Regions from separate parts of the Aphis gossypii genome. Here region 2 is linked to region 1. Evidence: chromatin contacts called from public Hi-C data. All regions are on one chromosome and are shown on one strand. The core of a region is the stretch at or near the end of the contact, and the rest is flanking DNA. Distances in the headings are between cores, read along the strand shown.

Region 1 (3,484 bases), core at 921-3,420:
ATTTTTAATGTCATACATAGATTTGGCTCTATTCAACAAATTAATCTAACGATAAATATATTTTATTTATTTATTTTTTTTTTTTTTTGCTTATGAAATTATTGTTACCAAATTTTAAACTTTTTTTACATTTATTTCTATATTTATAAAAAATATATAGATAAGCTTGAGAGTAATTTAAAAATATTCTGGAAATATAATGTACCAATATACAATTACATGTATTCAATTTTAATTTCAAACAACTTAAACAGTACGTCCTGATAACATAAATTAAAAAAAAAATAATTGATTTATTTTTTCTTTAAGTTTAGTAGGTCTTCAGTATTAATTTATGTCCAATTCGTGAATGACTGTGGGAACAGATTACTGAGTTATTATTAGTTAATATGTTACATAAAATTGTAATACAATTTTGATCAGTTAATTTACTTTAAAATTAATAATTAAACCACGGGTCTAACTATGATCAATAGGTGTCAAATTTGACAAAAAAAAAAAATCCGCTCTTTAAGTGAGTATGTACTTGAATGCTATATTCATTTTTCCTAAAAGTATATTATCGTAATTATTGCAACTTGTACTTTTTGTACATTTCTAACCACAACATTTTTAAATATTTATCATTCTCTTCAGCTTAAAAATTCTTAAATGTATGGTTTTTTTTTTTTTTTTACTAGAATTGTTATTGAAAAGATTAACTATGCATTTAAATTTATTTTTGTAACGTGGCTGCTAATACGGTATCTGAAACTCGTATATATATAAATAATTATTTGTGATAAAAAAAGTATATATATATATATTAAAACTACTTTATACCGTTCATGTGATCATGAAATTTACATTGTGCATAAAATAAACTAAGAAAAATGTTGGTGCAAGTAGATTAGACAATATTATGCACTTAAATTTAGTTTTATCTTATCAATTTGTCTGTTGCCATTCATCCTTGTCTGTTTGTATCCAAATTATACTCTAAAAGGGTAATACTAAATCATATAAATATTTATATGAACATTCAGACCATCTATTTAATTTATTGTAATGTACATCACTTAGATTGTAATTTTATGACCATTGGCATCAATTGCCATTTTTTTTATGTTTGTAGACATTTATTTGCTATTATTTTTTAAATAACAGCCAAATTGTAAAAACTGCCCTAATTAACAAATTATAATCGTGAGAAATTAATTATACTTTTTTTATACCTATTTATTTGTTATAAAGATTTTTAATTATTATTTTTATTTACAAAATATATAAATATATATTCTCGGTAGTGTTATGTAAAAATCTTATTAATTATAGATATATTAAAATGTTATTTATAACGTTTATTTCATTATCTGTTTCAATAAAGAGGTCTTTGAATAATTACAATCGGAATATACATTTATATATTTATATACACTCGTATAAACGCCACATAATATATTTTTTTTTATTATTATTATTTTCGTTACTTTTTTGCACAAAAATTAAAACCGTAAACATTTGTCTGTAATAATAATTGTTTTGTGAGGCTTAGAGAATTTTATAATTTTAAAATATTTATTTAATATTTAAAGAGTGTATTACGATTGTGTTAAAATGTACTGCAAATCTATTGATAAATGGACTAGGTAGCTTAAACTTTCTATGTTGTGATCATTTATAAATGTATACAATAACTTTTTATGTCTATGCCTGCCACAAACGCCTGATGTGTATTTATCGCAATAACACAAATAGCCAAGTTTGTTTTATATTTTTTAATTTTATTTCCTTTGCATATTGATTTCACGATAATTATTAAATCTCCATTCTTTAATTGACTTAATTTATAATTATCGCTTTATTGTCAATATTCATAACATTTGTAACACAAATTCATCATATTAATTTTAAGCTTAAAAAAATTATTGTTTAATTTAAAAATTTTTTATTATTATAAATATTTATTTTGTTTTTGTGTTCCTTTTTTTGGATTTTATTTTGATTTCAAATTTTTAAAATATTTTCAAAACCTAAGCTGTATCATCAATATATTGCTTTGTATCAGTAATTGTTGTTATTATTATTTATTTTTTTTTTTTAATACTTAAGAAGTATTGTAACACAAAGAGTTTATCCTTTCCTGTACCAATACATAAAAAGTATTAGTAAAACAACACCTACATTACATAATTTTATAAATGTAATGAAAGAATTGAATTTATCTTTTTAGTACCGTCTTAATGCAGTCGAATGTTGATAACTCAAATCTGTAAGTGGTGGATAAAAATTTGATTTGTATTTTTTGTGTTTTATACCTATCGTATCGTTTTACACCGACTATCTGTTAAAAATATTTTTACCGAATTTATTTATCCTCCATTCCTGTTTATTACTTGTATTAACTACGGTTTAACACATTTAAACGTTAACTATCCAAGAAACACGACATCTGACACTATGGAGACTGATCGATAAGTTGAATAAGTAAGGTAACAGCAATTCGAAATCGAATTAAACATGAACAGTTCACTGCTGTTCCTAAAACGTGTTATCGAAAAACATGTATCATGTAAAACACACAATGGTTCATCATACCCAAAGCGATGGGCACGAGACGTGTGTGTGCTGAGGAGAACGCTCTGATCAGCGTTATCGCGATGCTCGACCACTCGACGTTTGACTGCGCCCACAACTAGAGTAGGGCCATAATATATAATAATAAAATTGTATTATCTATGACCCTGGCCGAAAATATTATACTCATTCGGTAGTATTGTTTACTTATTTTATTGTTTTATTAACGTCCGTGACTGCGACGTAGGTACCTCGACCATATAAAAAATTCAACGTCGCCATGGTGTGTTCGACGACCTCTCTCAATGTATATTGTACTCGTAAACGGCTTAGAATGATTATTACTGTTGGCATATTTACTCGGACGTGACTTGTACGATTTTCACAGTGTAAAAGTGTACTACACTCATGTCGGAGCACGGTAGACTTGTTTTAAAGTATATCTATAAGTCTATTGTTAGGAACCCCTTGTCTTTATAGTAATATATTATTAGCGAACGTAGAATTTAGATGGGTGGGCACTTTTGTAAGACGACGTCCGTCGCCAACGAATAATGTGTGTAGTACATAAGTCAGTCGTAAAATAGTCTTAGACTCGATTACTGTGTGAACACTTATTATAAAAAATATAAATATTGATATTATTTTAATTCATTGCGTTAAAATTCTATTCCTATAAAATAAGTTTTATTGACGTACTGTAGTACTTTCAAGGGAGCGAACTCATTCTTAACAGAGGATAACAACTCAAATCGTCCACGAGGGAACAAATTCAAGTAAGACATAACACTATCTTAAACCGTGCTTTAGACTGTTGAGTATAGATTATAGGGAAATATTGACATTCTATATACTACAAAAATAAACCCAAATTATAGTTTTGTAAAGTGATCAAAAATACTTTCTTACTAATTTTATTTAATGTAAG
Region 2 (3,693 bases), core at 899-3,398, 270 kb after region 1:
TAAGTAGCACCAAAAGACTCATACATAGTTAAATTTCCATAAATCTCTTAACTATCTATTATTATTTTGTTCAGGATAAGAACTGTACAGTGGTGCAACAGTGAAGTTATTTCAGTCCATCACACCAATTGAGTCTATTATGTAGTGGAGTCACACTTCTGTGCCCAAAATGGCCACTGAGTACAGTTCTTATCTTGGAATAGTTTATAAGAGTAGAGTAAAGACATAATACTAGTTTAAAAATCAAAATATTCTCTATCATTATTTAATATTTGTAAACATTTTATATCTCGTATGTGTCCCAGAACACAATACTTCAATTTATCAATTTACTTAGAGTTTAAAATAAATATTCAAAATTTTCTTACATTTAATATTACGTTGCAGACTAGATAAACACAATGAGATACTGTGCCTGTACTACCAGTAATTGAAATTATACGTTCAGTTGAATAAGGTAACAAATCCAATCCTACTGATATGGTAGCTCCACTTGATTCTCTAATTTCTTTTATTTTATTTCCACTTTTACCAATTATAAAACCACATTTAGATGCTGGCATAATTAGCTTAAGTGTCAAAGGTGATTTTGGGCCATTCCAGTCACCATGTAATCTCTCGAAAAACTAAAATAAATTAAAGATGTAAATTTAAAATTTAGTTTTTTTTTATAAAAATTCTCACTTCTTCAACTTTATGACAAATAAGTTCAGTAGCTTTATAAATTGTAATTCTATTCCCAGTAATGAGAACAATACGTTCTGGTAATGAACCATTAGTGATTTTAACTTTAGCACCAGACTAAACAAATATTTTAAATTATTATTAATAATAGGTATTAATAAGAAGTTAAACTATTTACCAGACTTCTTATATTTTTTACAGTTTCGCCTCCTTTGCCAATAATATTTGCAACTTCCTAAAGTTGAAAAAAAAATACAGATTTAATCATAAAAATAAAATGTTCTTTAATTAACTAGATTAACTTTATTTTTAAAATAGGTATATTATTGTCTATACTCTATACCTAATATAAATATTAATATTACCTAAATAGGTACACACATGCATATGTTGTCTTTATGTTATACACAAGACATGTAGATTATGCAAATTCTGTTGGCTTAAATATAAAAGTAGATTTACCAATTATCAAACTTCAGACAGTAAATTCACTTGTACTCTCTAGTTGATCATAAAGGTACTATACCATACTTGATTAGGTATCAAAAAAACAATCTGAAGAATTACGAATAGGTAGATAGTTCTTCTGAATTTCGTAAAATATTTGCATTACAGTATTTCACAATTAGAATACAAATACTTGCAAGACGGCATTTAAAATATTTACTAACTATTTGATGTACCTACTTTAAACTGTGCTATGTACGTTATTTACTCAATATTTTATAAAAAAAAAATACGAATTGTTAATTTTCATCCGTTCATCGCCTGTAACGAGCATTGAAATCATAATTATGCGTCATTATAATAAAAAAAAAACCGAGAAAAACGAGAGATTAAAAACGAATAATAACGCCTAATGTTTGGTTTCTGAGCGTAATAATAGACAATAATATTATTATCATTTACGCGGGTAATAACAACTACAATTTCGACGGCGCTTTCGAGCGAATAAAATATCAATAGGTAAAACAAAACAATATTTTTGTGCTTAGTTACATACCCCACCGGTAATCAGAATGCGAACAGTCAATTCGACATCGTCGCGATTGTTGTAACCGTACCATCCTCCTCCTCCGAAGGGTCTGCTTCGAAGTTCGTTTTCTTTTCTCGCCTTGACAGACATAACGTCGAGAGAGTGTAATTGTATTATAAATACACGTAGGTAACAGCTATTCGATTAATAACGATCGGGCGAACGCGATCGGACGCACAACTGCCGCGGGACCGGACGAGAACCGACGAACGACGACCGTACAGGCGTACAAATGTACAATAACCGTTTACCGCGTGACGATACCCTGGCGAACACGCTGACAAATTTGAGCGCGCGCCGCGTACGATAACTGCGTTGCGGTAGGACGTGTCGGGGGGGGGGAGGGGCAGCGAAGCCTGCTTTCCGGTTTGTCTTGCGATCAGTATGACCATACCAATAGCAAATACTATAAATTTATAGTATTTGCCAATAGTCTAAGGCCGTGGACCATACTATTATAAACTGATCGTCTACGATGACCATTGACCACTGACCAGTGTAAGAGATCTGTCGCTATGTCGCGTAGATCTTGAAAACGTGAAAATGAAAAGCGTGAAAACGATCTCGGACATTCGTTTATTAATTAAAATAATTAAACATAGTTTGTGCCTAAAACACGAGCGTCCTTCGTTTGGGCGAGAAATTCTCCGATCGTTTAGGCGAATTCATAAATAATTATCGAATAATAGGGAAGTTACCTGTACCTACGATAATTTTCATATACTTATTACAACGTTTACAACTAAATATTATTATTATTATTATGCATAGGTATCTATATCGTTTCGACTGATTGGTGATGACTATTTTAAAGTGTGCGATGTCATGTAATTCTTGTTGCCATAATAATTATTCACGACCTTGTTTAAATAAATAAAAGTTTTGCATTAAAGTACTTATTTGTAGGTAAAATATTTTCCTAAAAACAATAATTAGATTAAATTTGTAAAATTAATTATAAATGATTTCTAATCGCTTTATTTTTTTTTTTTCTATTTCAAATCACTTGGCAAAATGAAAACTGTTATGCATTATACATGATCAAATTGTCGAAGATTATCGACGGTTGTTGACCGACAATAATGCTTGTAACACAGAGAATAATACCTAAACATAATACTGTGACTATCGTTTACGATGGAACAAATAAAAATTATTGTCACAATGTCACGCCAATTAGTTATAATTTTATAAATGATTTTTTAGGAACAATATTATATAACAATTTTTAATTTTTGCTATATCGACATCCAAATGAAGAAATATGTTCCGTCTATGACGGTTAAGATATCCATTTCACGAAATATAATCCATATTGACATATTGTATAATTACGTAGTGTGGAGAAACCATGATTCTAATACTGAGTCCAGTCAATAAAGTAACGTTATTATTAATGTACTATTATTAGACTAGCGAGGAACCTTCAAAATTCTAATTTATCGGTGTTGACAATTAAGTATTAACTAGGTACCTACAATAAAATATAAACGTACTTGTAACTTTGAAAATAGTCATATTTACGAATTACGAAACCCACTATATTTATAAAATCAATAATATAACTAATAATAATTGTTAAACTGTAAATTGTAATAGTGAATAAAGTTATTTTTATTTATTTATTGAATTACTGGTCGAGCTCAAAATATAAATATTTTATTTCATTTTACTATTTTTATTTTTAGGATAAATTAATAACAAAAGTATCTAAATTTCTAAATATAGATACTATACTCGCTAGTTACTTTATTTGTTTGTATTATGAGGGTTAGAGGGTACTAAGGTCTTAGGCGTACTAGACAATTATTTTTTACTTACCGTTTCCATTTTAACTTTTTCCTTTATTTGCCGTTGTCGAAAAAATAGAAATAAATAATTACTCAAATTCAAAACACACAGTTCACTAAAAGAAATTTAAACACGGCAACACAGAAATGGAAATGGTCGTGTTTTATAAATAATTTAAATAT

The links. A called contact is a pair of places that touch in the nucleus more often than the background predicts.
Region 2: a contact with region 1 is called in a Hi-C map of whole body, with 2.8 times the contacts expected there. The contact joins the promoter of LOC126552766 here to the promoter of LOC114127659 in region 1. A contact is called at or near these places in 2 of 2 Hi-C or Micro-C datasets (both in whole body).

The regions. Positions count from the first base shown.
Region 1 is chrX:54,259,638-54,263,121 of ASM2018417v2, forward strand. LOC114127659 (lachesin-like) reads left to right here and starts at 2,171. Exons shown (of 7, transcript XM_027991964.2): 1 at 2,171-3,332. LOC114127648 (protein hu-li tai shao) reads left to right here. Exons shown (of 19, transcript XM_050205452.1): 19 at 1-2,050.
Region 2 is chrX:54,528,345-54,532,037 of ASM2018417v2, forward strand. It overlaps LOC126552766 (poly(rC)-binding protein 3-like), which reads right to left and starts at 2,149. Exons shown (of 9, transcript XM_050207673.1): 1 at 1,688-2,149; 2 at 863-919; 3 at 685-801; 4 at 369-626. The coding sequence starts at 1,810.